Regions from separate parts of the Anas platyrhynchos genome. Here region 1 is linked to region 2. A link is a contact called in public Hi-C data. All regions are on one chromosome and are shown on one strand. Each heading gives the region's core, a stretch centred on a gene start, on an enhancer-like site or on the middle of the called end of the contact. The rest is flanking DNA. Distances are from core to core; before and after follow the strand shown.

What was found. A called contact is a pair of places that touch in the nucleus more often than the background predicts.
Region 1: a Hi-C map of skeletal muscle shows a contact between it and region 2, with 2.7 times the contacts expected there. The contact joins the enhancer-like site here to the promoter of CNNM2 in region 2. A contact is called at or near these places in 3 of 8 Hi-C or Micro-C datasets (skeletal muscle and subcutaneous adipose tissue).

Annotation. Positions count from the first base shown.
Region 1 is chr6:28,209,746-28,216,180 of IASCAAS_PekinDuck_T2T, reverse strand. It overlaps PCGF6 (polycomb group ring finger 6), which reads left to right. Exons shown (of 10, transcript XM_072039759.1): 10 at 1,545-3,223. The coding sequence ends at 1,601. Among named protein-coding and RNA genes, the nearest start is that of INA, 11 kb to the right of the region's middle. Within about 2 kb of position 4,365, at least 2 of the 8 cell types and tissues checked have an H3K27ac peak or open chromatin away from gene starts, as enhancers often do.
Region 2 is chr6:28,021,440-28,027,286 of IASCAAS_PekinDuck_T2T, reverse strand. It overlaps CNNM2 (cyclin and CBS domain divalent metal cation transport mediator 2), which reads right to left and starts at 1,626. Exons shown (of 8, transcript XM_072039750.1): 1 at 1-1,626. The coding sequence starts at 1,403. AS3MT (arsenite methyltransferase) reads right to left here. Exons shown (of 11, transcript XM_027459855.3): 6 at 5,669-5,738; 7 at 5,507-5,588; 8 at 5,289-5,420; 9 at 5,045-5,187; 10 at 4,547-4,681; 11 at 3,745-3,965. The coding sequence ends at 3,867.

The sequences.
Region 1 (6,435 bases), core at 3,116-5,615, 190 kb before region 2:
TTTAAGCAACTTTTTCATAGAGGAAAATTGTTTTGATCACAGTTCTCTGAAAGGAATTTTGAATGTGCTTTATTTTTTTTCTATGGAAATAGCCAGCAGGCACAATGAGTATAAATATGGCTTTGTGGAGGTATAGCAACATACTCTGTGCCACGAGGTTGGTAAGTAACTTCAAAGGACTTGTTTCACCTAGCAAGAAGTGAAGACAAGTATCTCCTATCAACACTTTGTAGTGTAGTCATCCCACTTTGTTAGGCATAGAGTAAATGTTGTTTTTGACACTTCATATAAAAGAATACTTTGACCCACTTTTCTGCATTTTAATCCCTTTGAATCATTGGACTCAACGATATCAGTCATATGATCAAGACTGGAGATCAGAACAAAGCGTTTGGATTTTATTTCCCTTGGATTTGACTTGCAGATGCCAAAGTTTATGGATTTGAAAGTGACTGAGCAAGTCACTATAAAGTTTGTGGGTTTTTTAAATGCAGCCCTTCACACAGAACTGTGTAACTTCTGTGGAACATATCTCAGGTCCTAATGCTAATGGATAAAACATCAAAACCGAAATACGGTAGAAATTCCAACGTGTCAGCTGTGATTAATGTATTTCTATCTTCAAAAGAAAACACTTACTAAAGCCTGTCCATATAAATAGGTCTAACGTGACAAGTCAGATTCCCAGGGGATCAGTAGCAGGAACAGGTTTCAGAGGTGAAAGCAGACTAACTGCTAGACCTTTCACCAGCTGTGCGTGTGAATTAAGTGATATGAGTAAGACATTAATGAGTCAGGAAGTATCCCATCTCACAGGTGAAAGGTTCTTTTGTTAACTTCAGTAGAAGCATGGGGATTTAAGAAGTGTTTAGTTGTGCATCTAGAATTAGGAAGAAATGGGAAGCTGGCACCATAAGTTCTCTAACTATTTCTGCATAAGGAAAAAACTGACAATTATATTTAACGTGTTACTGACATGTTCAAGACTCTGGCTAACTTGCAGAGATGTAAACAGTGCTTTCTTATTTAAAAATAAAAAGTTTAACTTTTGATATGATCTGTTATATTGTCTTTCTATCTTAGTTATCCCAGTTGCTAAAGGTAATAGAGCTGCAAAAAGGTAGAGCCACCAGTGAATTTAATAAAATTAACATTAAAAGTTGGAATCTGAGTTCCATTCTCAGGCAACTATGTGTTTCCTCCCTCTTTTCCTGCATTCTCTTTCTGTGTCTTTTTGACTTTCAGTGTCCTGAGTTAATGACCAGATTTTGGCAGCTCCTTCTAGAGCTATTTAAGTGATTTATTCTGCCTCATAGTATCATGTGGAAAGCAATATAAGTTGTAAAGGGAGCCTATTATATGAAAATGAGACAATTCCATTATAACACTTAAAAATTGCATTCCTCTTATGGAAGGGGAATGCTCTGAAATGAGTGAGGTTGAAGCTGCAGTTCTGCTATGCAAGTGTCATACCGAGCTGTGATGGAAATGCCTTGTGGAGAAGGTAAAGTGATATGATAACAGTTTATCTCTCTTCTCTCTAGGATGGCTTACTTGTACTGCACTATGGCCTCGTGGTGTCTCCGCTAAACGTAACCTAGATTGCTAATACATCAGAAGGTGAAAGAATGCAAAGTCCTCAAGCTTCTTCACTGCTGTTTCTAACCAAAGAAGGCCATCGTGTTTTCTGTGACAGGAAGCAAGTAAAAGGAACCACTGCTAACTGCTGTATGCTTGTAATTTAACATCGGACTTTATCACTGTTTAAAAAAAAAAAAAGCTTCTGTAGGTACAGCTGTGGATGTTGCTATGCTATGCTTTGTGTTAAAAATGACTGTCTTAAAATTTCACTCAGCTCAGGGACTTTAAACGCTCAGAGTTGCTGCATTTCTTTAAGTACTTCCTAAAACCACAAGATCTCATAGGGTGAGCAGCCCTTTTCCTCTAAGCTATGGGATTTTGCTTACTTTCTAAGTGTCTAGCTAGAATAGTGCTCTCAGGGATGATCTTCAGTGGGCAGTATAATGTATTCTGGGGAGGAGACAGTCATTTGGTAGAAAAAAGTGAATGGTGATCATTTGTCTTCAGACGTGATTTAGGGAGAAGGGAACTCTTGAAATACAGACCAAAATAGGTAGAAAATAATGTATCACAAACATTTTTTCCAGAAGTAGCATTAAATTTACTTGTTTTTCTTGAAGAAAAACAATTTTGTTTGCACTGGAGATAAATTTGCTAGTAGCTTGACTTATACCAAATGGTGGATCGTGCATCTCCACTCTTAATGGAGATGAGCTGGCTGTAAGCTGTTTAAACTATGCATGGAAAAGAAAACGTAGCACCTCTTTCTACCTGCTTGCTGTATTTACAATAATCACTGTCAGCTTGATTCTGCTGTCATGTAAAATCTGTCAAATGACTTGACTAGCAAAAACACAGGTTCTTTAATTTTAGCACCCATCTTTCTAGCAGCAGTGAAAAAATAGTAGCTTTTTCCACGCCTTCTAATGTGTATTAGTGCAGACCAGGTTTGAGTATGTTAAATAACATAATACGTGCCTATTACTACTACCAGATTCCCAGAGGACAATAGATACCTTTTTTTAAAAAAAAAAAAATAATAACGTAAAAATGCTAGGGTTTTGTGATAATTATATCTCAAGTTCTGTGTAAGATTTCTATTGTTTCTTGTGCAGCATTAAGGATCAGAGCTTTGTATGTTACAGTCTTGCTGTGCTCTCAGTCATAAACATGGGAGAGATCTGTGAAAGCTGCTGTTAGGTACCAGGCTCCCTTGATGGTCAATATAGTAAAGGGGGTGGAGATCCCTTTGTAAGGCATTTCAGAGTGCCTAAGCTAGCTCAAAAGCATTTGCTCCCTGTCATATTCACTGCTATGCTGTCAACCTAGGAATACTGGGATCTTTTGTCTAAAAAAAGCTTTCATGAATCCTTCCTCAGGTCTTTTCAATAAATGTTCAGTTTTGCCTGTGAAGATCACACCATAAGATAAAGTCTTAGTGGAAGTAATTCCCGTGATGCTTCTAAAAAAATTAACAAACATTTATAACTATGGTTTCCTATTTTACTTTCAAAGTTTGTACAAACTTAGTGTTTAAAATGCAGCAGAAAATGGGATTATTTTGTAAACACTTTGTGAGTTGTGTTGATAAGAGATTATATATTGTAACAGTAAAATAAAGTTTATTTTAGCCAATTTTAAATTGAGCTCTCGTATTTCCATTCCGTGCTACCTCTGTCAGCCTCAAAATTGTAGCAATTTAATATTGAAATTGCTGGATGTTCTCCAGGGTTGTTAGAATCACAAACTTCAGTTTAATGGTGAAAGGTGATTTAATACCAGAATCTCCAATTGATTTTTCAACACAGATACAAGGCCTATGTAGATACAAGACTTTTTTGTGCTTAATACAGCCATCTCTTTGCCAAAGCCACTAAATTATTTTTGTTCATGTTTCTGGTTGTTGTTAAGTCCCCTGTGAACCAGGCCTTTCTCTGCCATTTTGATCATCCTGGCTTTATACAAGGTATCTGGCTTGACAATACTGTCTCTTCTTGTTTCATCACTACTTACGGTTTTGTTTATATATAGCTCTGTGCTTAAAAAAATAGCAGTATAGTCACATTTTACATTGCAAATTCTCTCCTACTCCTGGCTTGAACTTCATGCCTACCGAAGGGCTTGTTTCCAGAGCTAACCAGCTGTATAGAAGCTGATAGGATTATTGTAGAAGGACATAAATTTGAATTAACTAACTTGTGCATAGCTTCAGGATGACAACATTGCCACTGCCTCTGAGGTGAATGTCAGTCTCTGTTTTAATAAATAAAAACTAATGGCTGATCAACTAGGTAAACTGTCTGCTAAATTGGTAGCTACTGTTTCTGAAATATCTTTGCTGTTTATCTGGGGGTAAATCACATGCTAGTAAAAATGCAGATGATCAAGACTCCCTTTTGCACTCTTCCAGTGGCTTAATGAGAGGTCAACTGAAGCTTCGATGCAATTTTGTTACCCAGGCTGTTTTGATTTGAGCCCTTAGTGACCTCTTTTATTTCACATTTGTTCACTTCTTTTCTTCCTCAGTTGCCTTCAGAAAGCATATTCTTAGCTTAGCCTTCTGGCTGAACATCCTGCTTTCTTCTACCCTAGAGCATTCCCTAAAGGTGCTGATGCTCTATCTGCTCTCCAGCTCCTGCTGCACCCCCTGGGGCTCTGCTTGGCACATCAGCATGCAGCGAGGGTGACCTTTGGCAGTTGCCAAGGCTGAAATGTGGGCTGTGCAGTTTCCTGCATAAAGATAATCAGCCTGCTTGCTTTAAAATGTGCCAATCTTCTTTCAGCTCTCCTGCTGCTGTTTATTTCTGTTGGTCTCCTTTTAACCTTGGCTTTCCTCCAGTCACTTCTGGTTCTGATGATAGAAGAGCTGTAACAGCAGACCGTCTATGGGATGGCATCTCTGTCCTCATGGGAGATGAGCCAGCTTCACACTCAGGAAGCGAGAGGAAGGTGTGCTTGGACTTGTTAGTTTACAAACAGTATATCATTTCCTCACTTAATAACTCTGGTTTCATTTTCTGGTTACCTACTTATCAATGGCATGACTAAGACAGAACTTAATTAAATACTATTTGTACTGCAGCATAATTCTGAGTTGCCTTATAGATCTAACTCCCAAAAAGAGAAGAACATGAGCCCTAGTGTCGGGAGTTCTCAGAAATGCAGAATCAAGCTACCATCAAGTCATGAGTCATGTTGGTTATGTTCTGGGTTTTGTTTTATGTAGATTGAGTGTAACAAGATATGGTTCAAGAGACTAGTGAAATGTGCAGCAGAGCTGTCCTTAAAATGGAGGGGCACTGCGATGGCAATGTATAAAATAGTATTTTCTGAATGCTGCTATTGTACCCAGCCTTGATCTGTATTACCACCAGACAGAGGCACACAAGCCAGGAGAGCCCTTAACACTTACTTCCATAAATGTGAAACAACTGATGAGCTTCACTGAAAAATCCCTCAAGCTGTCTGATGCTATTCTGTTGAGTTTCTTTTCAGGGAATCATCCAGCTCTTATGTGCAGTGATTTATGTTAACGTGTGATATCAATTGCTAGCGAATCAAAATTACGCCTCAGGCTTTTTTCTGGCTTTTCTTCAGTGTGGTGTGCCACATTATGCAATCTGTGCTCCATCCAGACACTGAGTGGGGATTCGCTCCTGCAGTTGAGAGAGGAACTATTAACAGACGTAGGAGGTTTTTGTATATTATCTTTTGTTTTAAAGGGAAGATAAGTTGTCCACATGAATCTTCCAATGTGCTGCATATTTAATAGAGAGGGGACACCAGGGACCAGACTAAGTGTTTAACTGCTTTAAAATATACTTGTTCTGCTGGGATAGATACTTGCTGAGAGATGGAGAGAATGTTGCAAACCACGTTCTCATCACTTTTGCTTCTATTTGTTTTTCTACCTCCTTTTACGTAACACTAACCAATTCAGCACAAAGAGAAGCAAGGTGATGGTAAGTTGAATTTTGCCCATGTTATTGTTGAGACCACTGCTGAATGAGCTAACAGATCCTTATGTTTGCTGAGGTTTCAGAAAATTGCCATAGATGCAAGTTTAATCACTGAACAGGTCAAATTTTGTTTTTGAGCCATGAATGGTAATCCTATCTGAGGTGAAATGTGATAGTGATTGGTTGCCCTGCAGCTGCAAAATTCTTGCTGAAACTGTATCACCATTTTTACTGGAGTTTGATGTAATATAATGATATATTTGTGTTAAAGCAACAGTGATCTGTTGGAAAAAAACATGGAAAAAAGCTTATATTTTCTTTTCGCTTGATGAAATAATCTATTTCGAAATGAAATTGTAAGATGTCTGTTTTCTTCCAAGGGAAACAGTAACAGTAGAAAAGTGGGTGGTGAGGATTTGGCAGAGATTATGGCAGAAAATAGTGTGTTCCTGGGGGAGGTGCTTTGGAACCCTTCTCGCACGGTGCTGGGAGGCAACCAGTCGTTCCAAGATGTCACGGTGTGCTCAGAGCTGGCTGCTTGCAGTGTGCTTTTCTGTAGGTGGTGATGACGGAAGGTGCTATGTTATATAAAGGACCGGTGTGTCCTTCCCTGTCTACAGCTGGGACCGAAAGGTAAGAATTCCCTGAGCGAGAAGCCTAATGACCTTGGCAAGAACCTGCAACCTACAACTTCCTCCTGGGACGTGAGAGAACATTTTGCCTGCTGTTGGCAGTAACAGATGCTTTATGTGCCATGACCTACAGACCAAAAATGGTGCTGGTTGAACCTGCATGAGGAAGCTTGTGAGGGGGTAAGCTGAGCTCTGGGACACCAGCATTCTCTCTTCATTTCTCTCCCTGACTTACTGTATGACCTTGAACAGAACTCCTCACT
Region 2 (5,847 bases), core at 377-2,876:
TCCCGGAGCGGAGTCATCACGTCCTCCACCGTCTTGGTGCGCAGCTCCAGGGCTCCTTGGATGATGTTGAGCTCCTCCTTGACCAGATCGTTGTACGGGTCAGTGACCCGCAGCATCTCCAACAGCTTCTCCCGGTTATAGACGGTGCCGATCTCCTGACCCAGGACACAGTCCAGCAGTTTGCTGACAGGGTAGGAGGCCGGGAAGGTCATCATCATGAAAAACTTGGTGAGGAAGATGGTGTTGGCGCCCACAGCCAGGCCGTGCCGGGAGCAGATGGCCTGCGGCACGATCTCGCCGAAGATAACGATGCCAATGGTGGAGACCACCACGGCCACCAGCCCGGAGCCGGCGATGTCATCCAGCAGGATGGTCAGCGTGGTGTTGACCAGGACGTTGCCCAGCAGGAGGGAGCACAGCAGGTAGTTGCCCTGACGGCGCACGGGCTCGATGCGCTTGGCGTAGTTCTTCTCCTTGTCCGTGCCGCAGTTCTGCACAATGCGCAGCTCCATGGGGTCCAGCGCCATGAGGCCCAGGTTGAGGCCGCTGAACATGCCCGAGAGGCAGAGCAGGAGCGAGATGAAGATCACCTGCAGCCAGAAGGGCAGCAGGAACTTCTTCTCCTCCCCGACGATCATCTTGGTGTCCTCTCCGTCGTGGTAGATCCAGGTGGTCTCCCCCCAGGGCGGGGGGCCGGCGGGTCCCTCGGCACCCACCAACCCACCGGCGGCCCCGGGCCCTAGGGCGGCGGCAGCAGGGGCCGAGACGGAGGTGCACAGATAATAGGACTTGCTCTTCTCCGTCTTACGCAGGGGCTTGATCTCGATCTCGATGATGCCCGACGTGCGCCGGTTGAGCACGATGTGCGGCAGGATGATGATGTCCGACGTGCGGATGCCGCAGCGCTGCGGGGCTCCACCGCCTCCTCCTCCTCCTCCACCACCACCACCACCACCACCTCCTCCTCCAGCCGAGGAGCCCATTCCTCCTCCTCCTCCTCTCCCCACCACCGCCGCCGCTCCCCCGCCGTCTCCAGCCAGCGTCGCCCGGCCTCCTCCCCGCCGCCTCTCGTGCTCGGTGAAGGCGATGCGCGACCAGGTCTCGTTGTTGATGTTCTGCCCGTACACCCGCAGCTTGACCCGCGTCCTCTCGCTCACCCGCAGCGCTCCCCCCTCCATGAAGGAGACGTCGTCCGTGTCCTCCAGCCGCAGCCCGATGATCACCGTCTCCTCCGCCGAGGAGGATGAGGATGATGAGGAGGAAGAGGCAGGCGGAGCAGCGGCGGAGGCGGCGGGCGGGCGGCCCATTTGGCAGCAGCAGCCCAGCAGCAGCAGCAGCAGCAGCGGCGCTCCCCGCGCCCCCCGGCCGCCCCCCGCCATGTTCCCCCCGGGCAGCGCGGCCATCTTTAGTCAGGGCTCGGCGGCGGGGCCGCCGCCGCCCCTCATCGCCCGCGGCCGTGCCCCGGTTGGCACCGGTGGCGGTGCTGGCGGCGGTGCTGGCGGCAGGCGGGGCGCGGCTGCCCGCGGGACCCGACGGGCGGCGACTGCCGGAGCCGGGCCGAGCCGAGCGCCGCCTTGGTGGAGCCGCGCTGCGCTCCCCGCCCCGCTCCGCCCCGCTCCGCCTCACCCGGGCGGGGCCGCGACTAACGGCCGCCAACGGCCGGCCGGTAACCGTTGAGGGGGCGGGGCCTCCCGCGCGCCCCTCCGCCAATCGCCGCCCGCCGCCGGCCCCCCCCCGCGGCGCGTGACTGAGGGGCGGGGCCGGCCCCGGGGTGAGGGCCAATAGGGGAGGGGGTGGGGGGAGAGGGGGCGGGGCTAAGAGGGGGCGCGACCAATGGCGGGGCGGGGATGGGAGAGGGGATGGGGGGGGGGGGGGGGGCTGGAGCGGGATGGGGACGGGGATGGGGAACGGGACCGGGACCGGCTCCGTGTGTGTCCCCCCCCCGGTCACAGCCCCGGGCCCCGTGAGCGGTGTCGCAGCGCCCCCTGGCGGCCGTGTGGGGCACACACAGGGCAAAGGGCCGGGCCCGGGAGCAGGGGGAGTGTGAAGGGGGAAGCAACAAAATTAGAATAAAATAAAATAAAATAAAATAAAATAAAATAAAATAAAATAAAATAAAATAAAATAAAATAAAATAAAATAAAATAATTTTATTTAAAATAAAATAATTTTATAAAAATATATATTTATAAAAATTATATAATATTTTATATAAAAATTATATAAAATAATTTTATTTTATTTAAAATCAAATAAAATAACGAAATTGAAATAAAACGAAATGAAATACAATAATAAAAATAAATAAAATATTAAAATAAAATAAAGTAATAAAATAAAGCAAAAATAAAATAAAGATAAATACAAAATTTAAAAAGAAAAAATAATTCCAAATAAAAAGAAACAAAATAATAAAACACAAACAATGTTGAGTGGTTTTTCTAGTCCAAAAAGACAAAAATAAATGAAATGAAAATAATATAGTATTAAAATAAAGTAGTAAATAGATATAAAGTAATAAAGTAAAACCAAAAATAATTTTAAAAGAAACAAAATAATAAAATAAAACACAAACAACGTATGTTTTTTCTAGTCAAAAAAGTCAAAAACAAATAAAATGAAAGAAAAAAAATAAATACAAAATGTAAAAAAATAAAATAAAATAAAATAAAATAAAATATAAAATAAAATAAAATAAAATAAAATAAAATAAAATAAAATAAAATAAAATAAAATAAAATAAAATAAAAAGGAAAAGAAACAAAATAATATTTTTTAAAAAATAAACAAAATAATAAAATAGCACACACACGAGGAGTTACAGTTCTCCAAGCACACCCCTCTGTGTCCCTAAACCCAGCCACTTGCAAGTTCCCGTGCACTGCATCCTGCAGGTTCCTGGTCCCATCTGAACCCAAACGGCAGGCTGGCGAGGTGACTTTCCAGGAAGCCATACTTATGGGCATTATTTATGGGTTCAATCCCCAAACCGGGGATTCATCGCTCCCCTATTTCGCTCCTGGCAGAGATCAGGGCGAGCAGTGCGGGGCACTCAGGAAATCCCTTCTGTGACTGGGAACTGCCCTTACAGGCCTCTAAACTTGTAAAAACCCCAAGGATCTCCCTCTCCTTGCACACACACGGCCTGATGGGGACAAGATGATGTTCAGCTGGCAGGGAGGGGATTTTGGTCCCTCCTGGAGGATCAGGGCAGGAGGAGGGATGGAAATGTTCCCTCATTTCCCAGCTCATCCAGGACGGGGACATGGTGTTGGGGCGGGTGGGACGTGGGACACGTGTGGGGTGTGGGACCCTGCAGCCACAGTGTGGGATTTCCAAAACCGCCGCATTTCCCTGCAAAACCCTGCAGGTGCAAGGCCTGCACAGCACGCAGGGCTTCCCACTAGATGGAGTCCGGGGGAAAAATAAACCTCAGCAGCGCTGCACGGGGAAAGGGGGAAGAAATCCCAACCCCGGGGACAGGCTGTGGGGCTGCCCTGGGCATGAGGGATGGTTTCGGGAAAAGCTACGGGATGGGGTGTGCGTGCAGGGGGTTTCGGGGGGCTCGGAGCAGAGCTGGACTGGTGCATGGGGTACACGCTGCAGGGTGCTGAGAAATCCCATATGAGGGGCCCCACAGCTCCCATCCCTGTCCGTGTGTCCCACAGGGAGCGAGGGGACCCCCAGGGTGCTCCCCGTCCCCACCGTGCTCATACCGAGCCCTAAAAGCACAGCACCCCGCAGTCTCCAACCCCACAGGGTTTCGTCTCGGCCTTTTATTTCTATTTTTTCCTCTGGTGATAACCCCACACCACACAGGCCGCAGCCCCCTGCCCCGCTGGCACCCAGCGGGATGGGGACATCGCTCAGCAGCAGCCCCGGGGCCCGCAGGTGGCAGCGGGACCGCAGGCAGGAGCCGGGGCCGCCAGCTTCTCCAGCAGCTGGAAGGGGTCGCAGATCTTCTCCTGTAGGGCAGAGGAGAAGCCGATTTAGGATCAGGCCGCAGGGAAACACGAGGCCCCCCATGGAAGCAGCGTTTCCCCACCACTCGCTCCCTGCCGCCATGGCGGATCAGCCTGGTGGCTTTCCCCTGCCCTAAGGAGGGTGCTGAGAGCTTCTGGGGGGGGTTTCACTCTGCTTTTTTATCTAAGAAATGCCTTCTGCTTGGACAGGGACCCAAAAGCCCCAGCGCAAGGCTGTGCTCCAGGGACGCGCAGCTGCAGGGCTTTATCTCCCCGGCCTACTGATGACCCCTGCTGGCCCGTGTGGAAGGATGGCCGTGAGGATGAGGAGGGAGGCTGCCAGCAGAGAGATAAAAGTGTTTCGGGCTGTGGGGTCAGGGCCCAGAGCTCACAGCAGCAGCGAGGAGCAGCTGGGGTGGTCGCTGCGCCCCAAAGCAGGGAGGAGCTGTCCCCATACAGACCCCAGGGCTGCCCAGCCACCAGCCCCAGCACCCCAACTGGGCACGTACAGGGGCAAAGGGACCTCTAGCAAGGGACAGCAGCGTCCCCAGCCCCAAATCCAGCACAGGGCTGCTGCTACCAACCTTCACCCTCCTGCCACAGCAGCCCTGGGGTGCGGCAGCATCGGCCCCGGCGGCTCGGATGAGGAATTCCTCCGCAAACCTGGAGCTGCGCAGCACCGCGGCCGTCTCGGCATCCACATCCACCGCCTCTCCTTCCTGGGGACACGGTGACAGGCACGGGGCTGGGACACACGGACCAGGGTCCCCCAGCCGCCCGGTCGGATATGTGGGGACTGAAAGCAGGGCTCAGCCCGGCCCAAAGCCTGGAGGAACACCCACAGGGAGCAAGCAGCGGGCTCCAAACCACCTGGTGAAGCCGCCAGGGATGTTCTGCTCCCATCTCCACAATGCACAGCTCTGGTTCCCTCTCCCTGCCCTATTTGCAGCTCTTCTGGCTTATATTGCTCCCATCCACCACCTCATCCCCTAAACCACACTGCATCAGTGCTGCCCCATCCCCAGCCCTTCAGGCCGGGTCTGCTCGCCATCCCCAGAAGCCCAAAACGCACCTCCCCGTACCTTGAAGGTGAAGTTGGCATCAAACACCAGCTCTCGCTCGTGCCCCACGATCCCACCATTGTAGATGACCTGGCCCGGCCCGGCACGGCTGCTCCCCGGCACCTTGAAGAGCCGAAATGTGGCGGAGACGAAGCGGCAGTCCCCTAAAAAAAAAGAGAGCCCAGCGGGCCAGGTGCTGAGCACAGGGTCCCAGCACCTCTCCCCGGGGCCAAACGGAGCCACTGCTCCCCGTCAGGACCCTCACCGACAACACCCTCCAGCTCCTTGTCCCCGATGGTGATGGGGCTGGCGGTGACCAGGCGCGGGGGGCTGAAGCCCACCTCCTCGGCGATGCTGTAGAGGTCTCCCCAAAACAGGGCTCCCGCCAGGCACTCCCCTGGCACGACAGCACACACACGGGTGACACAAGGCAACAAGGTGCTCCCCGTCCCGTGTCACCCTATATCCAGGAGCCCTACACACCCCACAGCACCCTGTGCTTCCTCACGGCCTCGCTCAGGCGCTGGCTGGCGTAGACGTCGCTGAAGTACATCTCTCCGCCGGGCTGGAAGGCAGTGGGGCAAAATGGGCTGGGAAATGGAGCAACGGCCCCCAAAGTGGCCCCAACCCCGCTCCGCTCCCCACCTTCAGCACGCGATAGGCCTCCCGCAGCACGGCCCTCTTGTCAGGGGCGAGGTTGATCACGCAGTTGGAGCTGGAGAGGAGAAGACCAAGGCTCGTTTGCACCATCACCTCCTACACTCAGCACCGTCTGCTGCTGCACAGCCTGAACTTAGTGCAGGGTTCAACCACAAAAAGGGCAG